Linked DNA regions of Zea mays: region 1 is linked to region 2. The links are chromatin contacts, called in public Hi-C maps. All regions are on one chromosome and are shown on one strand. The core of a region is the stretch at or near the end of the contact, and the rest is flanking DNA. Distances in the headings are between cores, read along the strand shown. Region 1 holds the start of LOC109942241. Region 2 holds the start of LOC103638166.

Region 1 (5,780 bases), core at 2,375-4,874, 440 kb before region 2:
TTGACAATATAGACTGGTTCTTGTAGTTGTAGACGTTAGTCACACACACATCTCCATCCACAAATCTAAAATCCCAGAATTCCAAAAGAAAAACCTAATCTAGACAGCACGGTTCAAAAACTGATCTTTGGGTAGACATCGTGGGTTTTCTTCATATAAATTTCAAAAGCATACATCAATATTTTCCTCAAAACAGACACATAACTTAACAATTACACACACACACACACAAATGAAATCTCAAATACAATACCATAGTGACATCATCTACTCAAATATAAGAAGTCTTCCCTAACCAAACAACTCCAAGGCAAAAATTTCTGCAACACAGGACGGGCACGGATCACTGTCCATCTGAGTAGAACATGCTCGGGTACACCCAGAATGGCTGAAGCTGGATGTACCAGTCCCTCTTGAACCCAAGGCCAGGATCAGTGGAATCATCCCAAATGGCATCTGCATCGTCACCCAGCCCATGCAGGACCCAGGGTTGCCTGTAATGCGCGTAGTACAGGCAGTTGCTTCTCCCGCCCCACCGTCCTGGACTCATGCAAGAGAACGGCGGGCTCCTCACATCGCCCCCGATAAAGAGGGCATCATTCTCCAGCTTCACCACGTCCACCCAAGTCGCAGGTTCAGTGGACGTATCCAGGCGGTAGGCTTTGTAGTTGACAGGCGCTCGTGCTCCAGACGATGAGAAGCTCAAGTAGTAGTCAACAATTAGAAGCATGCCGCTGCATACCAACAGCCATGGCCTTCGGAATGGGCATCCAGGCATGTTGTCCCACCAAACAGTTGCCATCTCCTGCAAACCAAGCCGGGGGGCCAAGGACAGAGTGTAGAGCCTGTAGTAGCTGTCCATCACGATGAACTGACCGTTGAACTCCACGATCTGCTCGATCAGTGAGTTACCGAGCTGTATTTCCGACCAAGAATTGCTTCCAACTGACCAGTCAAGAAGGGAGGCTGGGATGCTGTGCTGGCTGGACACCACACAGACAAGGAGGTGCGAGTTTTCTAGCGCAAGAGGAGCTGTCAGCATGCCAGAGTAGAAGAAAGTGTCATCGTTGAGTGGGAGCGGCGGTGCCCATACTCTGGCCCCAGTGAACACATCGACAATGATGCAATCTTTGCGAAGGCCGCATATCAGCTGGCCATAGGAGGAGCCGGCGAAATGCATCGCCTTGCATATTTCTTGAGGAATCTGGCAGCAAAGGTCTGCTTTTGTATTGGCTAGATCGATGACCTGCCATCTGCGTAGCTCGTGACCATCAGGTGCACGCACGGAGACATTGGGCCTAACGAGGAGAGGTGGAAGCAAGGCACAGAACCTGGATTTGGATGGGTATGATGAGAAGGCAGCACGCCAAGAACGACAGGTGCTTGCGAAGGCAAGGAGGTCAATGAAGGAGCCCAGGAGGGCAACAATAGACTGGAGTGGGCCTCCAGGGAGATCAGCCCACCCTTGAATCCCACATGTATCAGGGGCTGCTTTTGTGGAGGCAGAGGTGCCAGATACTGTGATAGGGCTTTGCATGATGGCAGTCTCACTGCAACAAAGTAAATTCAATAAATGAACTAGAAGCATGATTTGAATACAAAATGAGAAATAGGCAGATAACTTCCAAGAGACACAGACACCCTACAGCAACAAAAAAATCAGTACATGTGTTGTACAGATCTGAAGCCACTTTTTAAGTTGTTATACACTATTAAATTCGAAGCGGCTGAACAGTTGTAATAATCTTAATGATAAGACAAATAACTGAATAAGAGAAAGGAAAAACAAAGTTTTTAATCCAAACATCTTGTGCTCTGGTTTCAATTTTAAACTTTCCTCACTACTTCCTAAACCCATCTCCTATTTTCAGAACATGTGATGCCTACGGTACAGTACATAAACAAGTAACTGACACATGAAAGAGAGGTGAAAACTGTTGCTGTAATTGCAGAAATGCCAATCGAGTGCTCAAATCACCATCTAACATAAAAGTGGATTCTTCCATCCTAGCCACATCAGTCAGGCATTCGTGTGTTTGAATATACTTGATATATCAGGTCCATCTGTTGTAGGGTTCTTCTGTAATCTGTATACCATACGGCTAGTCGGCTACAGCAGAATGCAGTGCAAATTAACCATACAAACTAGAGCCAAGATCTGACCAGAAAAGTACAAAATAACTACCTGACACAAATTGTTGGCCTAGTTTGAATCGAGATGACGGTGGCCATGCAAAAATGAACATAGTAAAAAATAATCGAGGTATTAGGTGCCAGGGAGGATTTCAGTACTCACTGCTCGATATTAGCAGGTGTCCTGAAACAACGTTATATACACTGATATAAAATAGACTTCAGATGGTGTGCGCAGAACTGCAGAAGGTACTTAATGATCCCCAATTCAACTAGCTAGTAGTTCATTTCCTGGTATCCTTCTACCAGGATGTTCGCATGAATACAAAGCAAGGTTGTTCAAACTAATATGTCGCTTCTTTTTCTGTTTCTGAATTTCAAGGGATCAGAGCTGAGCAACATTTATTAAAGAGTTGGACTAAAGAAAACGAAAACCGACGGCATTGAATACGCTGTCTCTAAGCAGCCACGTAAGCAGCAATTAAATAGAAAAATCCTACGTGGACGCAAATTAAGGAGGAGAGAGTCATCGGTAATGCAACCACTGTATGCCCAATTCACTAGAAAAATCTTTCGTTAGGAGACGGCTTCAGTCCGTGTTCCAATGCCAAGAGACGGTAATGCAACCACTGTATGACTCCTTCAGCCCGTATTCCACACATGAATTAAAATTTTTGTAGACAGTATAAATAGACAAGCCACTGTATGACTTGTTATTTATATTGTTCGGATGTTATTTATATTGTTCGGACTTTGGACGTGTTTTTCAATACACATATAGACATCTGTGGGCTATACATGCTCTTAAGACCCATACAGGAAGCTAAGATATCCACATGGAAAAAAAAACAAAATTTCCTTCATAGTGTAGCATAATAAAAGCAAACGTACAACCAGTTCCCGTTTGCAGAGGAACCGTGACATACACACAGTCACACACACAGAGTTACACACGACATCAAAATTCATGTCTGCTAGGTTAAATTCATGAGGGAGACTACTACGGAGCATCGAAGTCGCGTCTTTTATTGTACACATCAGTTACAGCGCATAAATCTGTTTATGTCTGCTAGGTCACTGACCAATTAGGCGCATCGATACTAGGGTTTCTTCCGTTCCGTACACCTCACAAGCACAGCATCAAAATCCAAAAGAAACCAAACTGCAATAGCTCGACTCGGGAGATCCCCCGGACAACAAGAACAAATGCGCCACACGATTCCTCGGAATGGTTAATTAAGAAGCTGAAGGACTAAAGAAACCGCAGAATGGACCCAGAGAGAGAGAGAGAGAGAGAGAGAGAGAGAGAGAGAGAGAGGTAAGGTGACAGTACCAACCTTGCAGGCTAAGCCGAAGGCGAAGGCGTGGATTCCGGGGCGGGGTTAAGCCGGAGGCGGAGGCGTGGTTACCGCGGCGGTGGCTGGTGCCGGCGTCGTCGGCGGCTCGGCGAGTGAGTTCGCTTCCTTTCCCCTTCAGATAATCCCCTTCCTCTTCTCCTCCGTTCGGTTCTGGTTGGGCCCGTTTATGCTTTATGGGCCTCGACCAGCCCTCTTTTGGGTGGGCTGCCCAATTGGGCTTCCAACTAGCCCAACAAAAAGCTCCTTAGAACTTGGAAGGACTTTCCATAGTTTGTAGACCCAAATTTATTATTTCACTGATCTTGATTAGGCCTTTGAAAATGGATTTGGTTTCCTTTTTAAATTATTTAGAAATCATATTTGATTTCGGCCAGCTTTAATCACATTTGACAGTTTGTCCGTAGATTGAAATGTCAGGACATAATGTAAGTGGTTATTATCAGATAGGCTCACTCATCACTTTATGAGCAGCCACGTTCACCATCCAAAGCAAAGAGCCATTGATAATTTTGCCATTACCATTTGTGAGCTTCACTAATATGCCATCGGGTCTATAAATCATAGACACAGATGATCCCACCAGTCATAGACACGGAATGCATAATAATAGGAAGTCAAATCTGAGAGTGGCAAAATTACAAATTTCCCCAAAGCAAGATGGAATACTGGAATAACGTTGTGTTGCCTTTCAATTTCAACATGAGAACGAAGACACCCATAAGGCCATAATCCACATATTGGAGGACAAGTACACGATGGGACTAAATTATAAGTTAGGCTTAGGGGTGATAATGTATCACGATCCAAATGATTCTTAATGATTTGTTTGACTCCTTAATTTATTTTAATTTAAAAACAAATAAAAATAGAACCTGATTCTAATATGATCCAATCCTTAAATTTTATAATGTAAAATTTAAAACTCATTATCACCCCTAGTTAAACTAGGTAACATCCAGACATAGAGGTCAAAGGACAGTGACACATAGGAAGGCCAAATTTATAGAACAACATTGGTGCGAGGGTTTGTTCATCTCCTCTTCCATATATAGGCTCCCTTTGGCAGGGATTTGCCTTTTTTAAATAGCTTTAGCTCTGATTTTTCCATGCAAACAGTTTTACTAGAGAAGCCAAAGCCATTTAAAAACCATTTGGCAAAAACTCCTAGGTTGTTATAAAATGAACCATGTGTAGTCACGCTTTTATATATTCAGTTATTATATTTCTCAAGTAGCACCGAGCGTGATCCGCACTATCCTCACAATATCACACAACATAGAGGGTGTTGAGACAGAAACTAGGGCCGGTTGGGGCATTTGAGCGAGCAGGTTCTAGGCGTCGAAGGGGCAGCCACATGCACAATAAGAATATAAGAGGGGATGAGGGTTGTCATAGTGGAGGTGACCGAACGTGAGGAGTGTGTGGAGCTGGGCGGTGGTGGTGGGAACGGCCGGGCTTGAGAAGCTTTTAGATCAGAGGAGGAGCACAAAGCATTGCCGAAGATATGATGGGAATGGTGGGAGGGGGTTTTCGCAAAAAAAGACATGAGTCAAAGCTGGGCGAGTCACATTTTTTTGCTTCACCTATCTAATACAAAACAGAGAAGTGCTTTTCACCTAAGTTGTATGTTAAAATGTCGTTTGGTATGGCTTGTGGAAAAAAATAGTGAAGCCGCATGAGAAGTTGAAAGTCGCCTAGAGGGGGGTGGATAGGCGGAAACTGAAATTTACAAACTTAAAGCACAACTACAAGCCGGGGTTAGCGTTAGAAATAAAATCGAGTCCGAAAGAGAGAATGAAAAACAAATCAAGGCAAGTGAAGCGGATGACACGGTGATTTGTTTTACCGAGGTTCGGTTGTTGCAAACCTAGTCCCCGTTGAGGTGGTCACAAAGACAGGGTCTCTTTGAACCCTTTCCCTCTCTCAAACAGTCACCTAGACCGAGTGAGCTTCTTTCCTTGATTTCCTGGGTCACTTAGACCCCGCTAGGACCACCACACAATTGGTGTCTCTTGCTTCGCTTACAAGTCTTTGAGAGTAAGAATGAGAGAAAGAAGAAAGCCAACCAAGCAACAAGAGCAACAAAAGAACACAAGTCAATCTTCTCACAAGTCCTAAAAACTAGAGTTGAATTGAGGACTTTGATTTGATCGGAGGCTTTGATTTGTGTCTTGGAGTGTTGTGTATTGCTCTTGTATTGAATGAGGAGTAGTGAATGCTTGGATTCCTTGAATGGTGGTGGTTGGGGGTATTTATAGCGCCAACCACCAAAACAGCCGTTGGAGAGGT
Region 2 (5,409 bases), core at 389-2,888:
TCAGTAAAGTTGGTCAGTTCATCAAGCCTGTCCTGTGATGGGAATTGCATCAGGAAACCAAGATGACACTTATCAGCTTTCCAGGGTCGTCCCCATGGGAAATGGAAGCTAAAATCCCTCTCCAGATCACCAGCAGACACAATCCCCTCCACAATTTTGACTAATCCCAACAGGCTCCTCTTTGGTTTTTTGGAAATGTTCTTTCCAAACTGAGAGGAGTAAAAACTCAAACCATCTGCTGCCATTCCCACTAATGGCATAATAGGTTTGTTCTGTCTTGGCCACACACATTTCGCAGTTACATGAGTCTCTTTCATGCAGATATCACACCACAAAGCCCTAGAACAATCTCTGGCATGATGACCTTCATCACCGCATTTTTGGCAGAATGTGCGACGACTTCCTTCTACCTCCAGCATCCCAGGGAGAGTCGGGGATTTAGAGTTACCTGGGTTATTCATGTCACCAGATGATGATCCAATCACCTCTCCCTCAGATTTCACGTGTGAGGGTCGGAGTCGCCAGCTCATATTGCGGTGTCTTCCCCAAGCATTGGGTGGATTCCTCGCCTCCTTAGAGTTCCACCGATCCCACTGTGAGGGTTTCAGCCTTGGGTCCATCTTCTCTGAAGTTTCCCCAGCGAGCTCACCCCCTCCCCCTCCCCCTCCTGGCTGAGGACCAAAGTCTGGCGGGCGGAAAGGGATGGATCGCCACCCTCCAGAGAAACTCTCCCGCTTGTGGGTAGGCAGCGCCCACAGCGAAGCTAGAAGCACGGACAGGTGTTCTGGGGATCGAGCACCAATAAGATCAGGAGGAAACCCTACCTCGTTCAACTTGTTGCCAGCCTTCTGGGCTGCGATCCACCCCCTGGAGATGGAGCCCGAGTCGAGACACCTTGGCTGCCCCTTCCTCGGGTCATCCGCTTTCACGGCCCATCCATGCTCTTCAGGAATCCACGAACCAGGCCGATTTCCCCCTGCGTTGCTCTTTTGCGAATTTGTCCAGGGAGAATGAGATTTTCTGCTCGCCGGCTTCTGGGCTTTGCGTGAGAGCCCCTGCAACCCAGGTGGAGGAAGAGGAGGTGGGGGAGGGAGGGGCGCGGGAAGGAGGGGCGTCAGGGGAGAGTGCACCTTGCTGAGGGGTGCAGAACTCAGTGTCCACCATAAGAACGTGTGTCTCGCGGTTGCTGGTGAACTGTTGCTCGAGGGCGAGCCAGGCGCCACGGGCGGAAGGAGTCCTCATCGTGACGATCTCGTAGAGGTCGCCGATGATGGAGCCGTAGAGCCAAGACAGGACGTGGAGGTCCATCCGCACCCAGTGTGGAACGGCGGGGAACGCGGCGTCGCAAAGGGCATGGTCGGCGAGCGCGTACTTGCCAAGGGCGAGGAGCATGAGGCAGCCCCACTTGGAGAAGGATGGCGCGGCGAGATCGAGGACGACCGGGACGAGGGCGCGGACGTTGAGGATGCCGAGGGCCTGCGCATGGAGGGCAGCACCAACGTCGACGTCACCAGCGGCTAGAGGAACGTTGTCGTCGTCGGTGGACGCTGGTGGGGGCGTCGGTGTTGTTGACCACGATGCCATCGGTGGCAGCAGCAACCTCCTGGAGGCGGCGGCGAGCGGCGGCAACAACAGCATGGGTGCGGTGCGCAGCTGAAGCCTCAGCGTCCGAGGCGAGATCCTTAGCATGAGCAGCAACTGTTGCAGCAGCTAGCGGGTCGCTGGAGACACTAGCCATGGTGAGAGAGAACAGAGGGAAGAAAAAAATTGCAGAAGCGGTTTCAGCGCTAAGGAAGAAAACGCGGCTGCTACCATGAGACAAGATGGAATTGGGATATAACACAACTTGATTGATCATAAGTACAGGATTACAAAAATATAGGCAAGCCTCATCCCGATTTATAGAAAGAAGACCCGGGAGTGGGCAACCAAATCAATTCGTCGTAATTACATGAGCCATAAATGGAAGGAGCAGTCTCATGTCTATCAGTTATAGTAGAAATTTTAAATGTGAGACACCAGTGACGAGTGAAATCAACACATGGTACATATATATACAATACGAAAGGGTACATCTAAAGGTGTGAGTAAAGGATGGGCCCTTCGATGAAAGGATGTGACCCCTTTGGCTGACAACCGCCAATGATGGTTACAGTGGGGCAAGCTGGCAAAGGCTAGCCCCATTGCCACAAGGACGACGGGAGTTCTAGGATTTGTTTGGTTGGTTGTCTCACTTGTCAAAAGAGTGTTTGTTTATAGCTATAGTTATAGTAAAAACTTTCTTCTATATACCGATGACTTTATATGACGAAGAATATATGATAAGTTTTGGCACCTTAGTTATACAACTAGACACCTTTAATTTCACGGGGTTACTTTTTCCCTTCCGCAACAAGGACGACGGCTACACCTTTCATTCAAGTTCAAACGCACTCAAATGTGTAGCGTAGGCCCTCTCGATAGCTCTTGTCATCAAGTTTTGAGGTTTTCTGTTTCAAATTCAGAAAGGATGACTAGCAATTATTTCAAAATTATACGTGTTCTGCCCACATCCCCGAGAACTGTAGCAACTGGGTACTCATGCAAACTTTTCTTTTAAAAACAGACGCCCTCAAATACATTATCTTCTAGAAACAAACAGATGGAGTCGTTCATCAAATCAGAAAGTACACAAAAATATGGATCGCTCCCAGAGAGGAGACCGCTCCGGTGTATCAGTTTCAAATCAGTTTCGACGCAGCATAATCTGACGTTGCCGGAGCCATTTGAATTGGTCGTGTGCAAACTGCATTCAACATTAGCTGCAACCAGTTACAGAATCTTTCAGCAAATCTCTGCTTCATTTGGCTGCTGTTCTGTCTCAGTTTACATCACAAATTTGGGATGCAGATCCTCAACTTATTTTCGCCTTTCGGTCGTCTAAAAAGCTACCTCGACCCGACTCCTCGCCTACCAAAAAATTAATATGGTGATCACCTTCGTCCCATGGGGCATGGCCATAGCATCTCATCAGTATCCATAGCCTGGGCATGGCAGACACAGCAAAAGGTTAGAACATGTGACCGATGCGGAGAGACCTATCATCAATGGCAGTGTCGCTTACCAGAGTTGTCCATCGGGTTTGCGACAGGTGCAGCCTCCGGCTCCTTGATATCGACGACCACAACATCTGATGTCAGGAAGGTCTTGGCCACCGACGCGGCGTGCTCCAAGCAGCATCTCACCACCTACAGACAGTTCATCGCAGCTTTGAGGTTTTGCTCCAGGAAAAGAAATATCAAACATCAGTCAGGTCTGGCTCCTATCGAAGACAAGTTACCAAGGACTGGTTTGGTTGGGAAAAGAGATGTAACAATTGTAGCGCCAACAATTCGCAAGGACTGCTATTTTCAGTTTTACCAGCTAATGCTGCTACTTCACCTTTGGCAGCTCCCAAAGTTCTTTTTAGATCCATGTGAGGTTAGGTTTACATTAAAGAATGGTGCTATTCAAGCTAAACTAGGTTGCCTTATCAATTTCAATTCTTCTATATGCATAGTCTACAGGTAATGAACTCACAGATTGGTTATGGCAAAGGAAACAAGATGAAGCCCAATGGTAGGGGAACATGCATTGATTACAGAAGTTGCAAGACCAACCAACTAGAATTCAAGCAGACAGATAGGGAAGCCACAGGGCCACAAACCTTGGTGGGGTCAATGATACCAGCAGCCATCAGGTCCTCGTACTGTCCAGTAGCAGCATTGTAACCATACTTGAAGTTATCATTAGAAAGGACCTGGTGTAGAAAACATTTACATAAGATTCAGATCCATGCCTTGAACTGTGGTATATGCGTGAGACTTTTGGTAATCAAGCTGTACCTTCTCAGTGACAACACTGCCATTGACACCGGCGTTTTTAGCAATCAATTTAAGTGGGTAGCTCAGGGCCCTCCTTACTATTTCAGCTCCAACCTAATGTCAGTTCAGAATGTCAGCCATAGTTGAACCTATAGCAAGGTTGTGCTCTGTTGCCTCCATCCTCTTTCAAATGAATTACGGGATTGCAGATTTTGTTTTTACCTTCTGCTCGTCGTTCTCCAGTGTATCCTTGATGGCGTCGACTTTAGCTGCAAGCCGCAAAAGAGTGCACCCTCCACCAACAACAATACCTTCCTCAACGGCAGCCTGTGAAGAGAAAGAAACAACTTTAGTGATACATATGTAACCAGAAGAGAATTCAGCAGAAAATACAGAATGTTTCAAGAAGCAAGGAGTATGGAGTGATTTTTACTTCCTCCAATCACAAACATAAATCTATCTAGGTCTGTTCGACATAAACTAGTCATGGTCCATAAAATCTAAAATTTTGTATAGATTCACAACAAAATTTATCTTTTGTGCAAACTACATTTACAATCTATAATTTTTTCATCCAACATCATATATCATTATACATGTGAATTAAATATGAGAAATATAAATCTGGCAGCACAAGTTAATTACTTCGACAACTTACCTTAGTTGCATTTAGGGCATCCTCAACTCTCAACTTCTTCTCTTTTAGTTCAGTTTCTGTTTGTGCTCCCACCTGTCAAGCAACGCCATACATGAATTATGGTTATCCACCATACCTGCAACATTGAATCGATGAAAAGAACATTGAACAAATAACACATTGCGACCCGTGGACTTCACATTACCTGAATGACAGCAACACCGCCAGCAAGCTTCGCTATCCTCTCATTGAGCTTTTCCTTTTCATATTCTTGTTCTGCTGCCTGCAAATTAGGTTCATAAAAACAGAGCTTCAGACTTTCACCTGAGCAGTAAAGTCAAGTGAGCAAATAGAACAGGAAAAGGTCAGACCTCAATGAGATTTTTAATCTGTGCAACCCTCTTAGTAACTTCTTCCTGGGTGCTGCCATCACCAACAATTGTTGTCGACTCTTTCGTAAGGACAACCTTTGCAGCTGTTCCAAGAACTGATTTGTCGGCCTTGTCAAGTGACAGCCCAACTTCATCTCTGATTACAGTTGCTGCAGAAACAAAGTATGTTTATGGATAAGGTGCATACATGATCAAAATGAAGCTTTAGAATGGAAGTTTAGCTGACCTCCAGTAAGGATGGCAATATCATCCAAGTACTGAGTCTTGCGCTCTCCAAAACCAGGGGCTTTGATGGCAGCGATCTTCAGTGATCCTCTGAGCTTGTTGACGACAAGGGTAGCAAGAGCCTCCTGCTCAATATCCTCTGCAATTATCAGGATTGGGTATGCACCTCTGATGGCTTCTTCCAAAACGTTGATAAGATCCCTTGCGTTGGTGATTTTCTTATCAACCAAAAGCAGCTGAACAATGAAGATGAAAGACAATAGCATTAATAGTCTGAAACAGGAAAGCAACTGCTGTTTGCCTAGGAACTGTC

What was found. A called contact is a pair of places that touch in the nucleus more often than the background predicts.
Region 1: a Hi-C map of ear shows a contact between it and region 2, with 2.5 times the contacts expected there. The contact joins the promoter of LOC109942241 here to the promoter of LOC103638166 in region 2. A contact is called at or near these places in 2 of 25 Hi-C or Micro-C datasets (ear and tassel).

Annotation. Positions count from the first base shown.
Region 1 is chr9:28,386,134-28,391,913 of Zm-B73-REFERENCE-NAM-5.0, reverse strand. It overlaps LOC109942241, which reads right to left and starts at 3,624. Exons shown (of 2, transcript NM_001428419.1): 1 at 3,471-3,624; 2 at 130-1,550. The coding sequence starts at 1,537. The coding sequence ends at 344.
Region 2 is chr9:27,940,884-27,946,292 of Zm-B73-REFERENCE-NAM-5.0, reverse strand. LOC103638166 reads right to left here and starts at 1,638. Exons shown (of 3, transcript XM_008661152.4): 1 at 1,196-1,638; 2 at 1-1,134. The coding sequence starts at 1,638. It overlaps LOC542185 (RuBisCO large subunit-binding protein subunit beta, chloroplastic), which reads right to left. Exons shown (of 13, transcript NM_001319768.1): 5 at 5,098-5,332; 6 at 4,851-5,020; 7 at 4,685-4,762; 8 at 4,501-4,572; 9 at 4,065-4,169; 10 at 3,864-3,956; 11 at 3,686-3,778; 12 at 3,104-3,227; 13 at 2,598-3,023. The coding sequence ends at 3,010.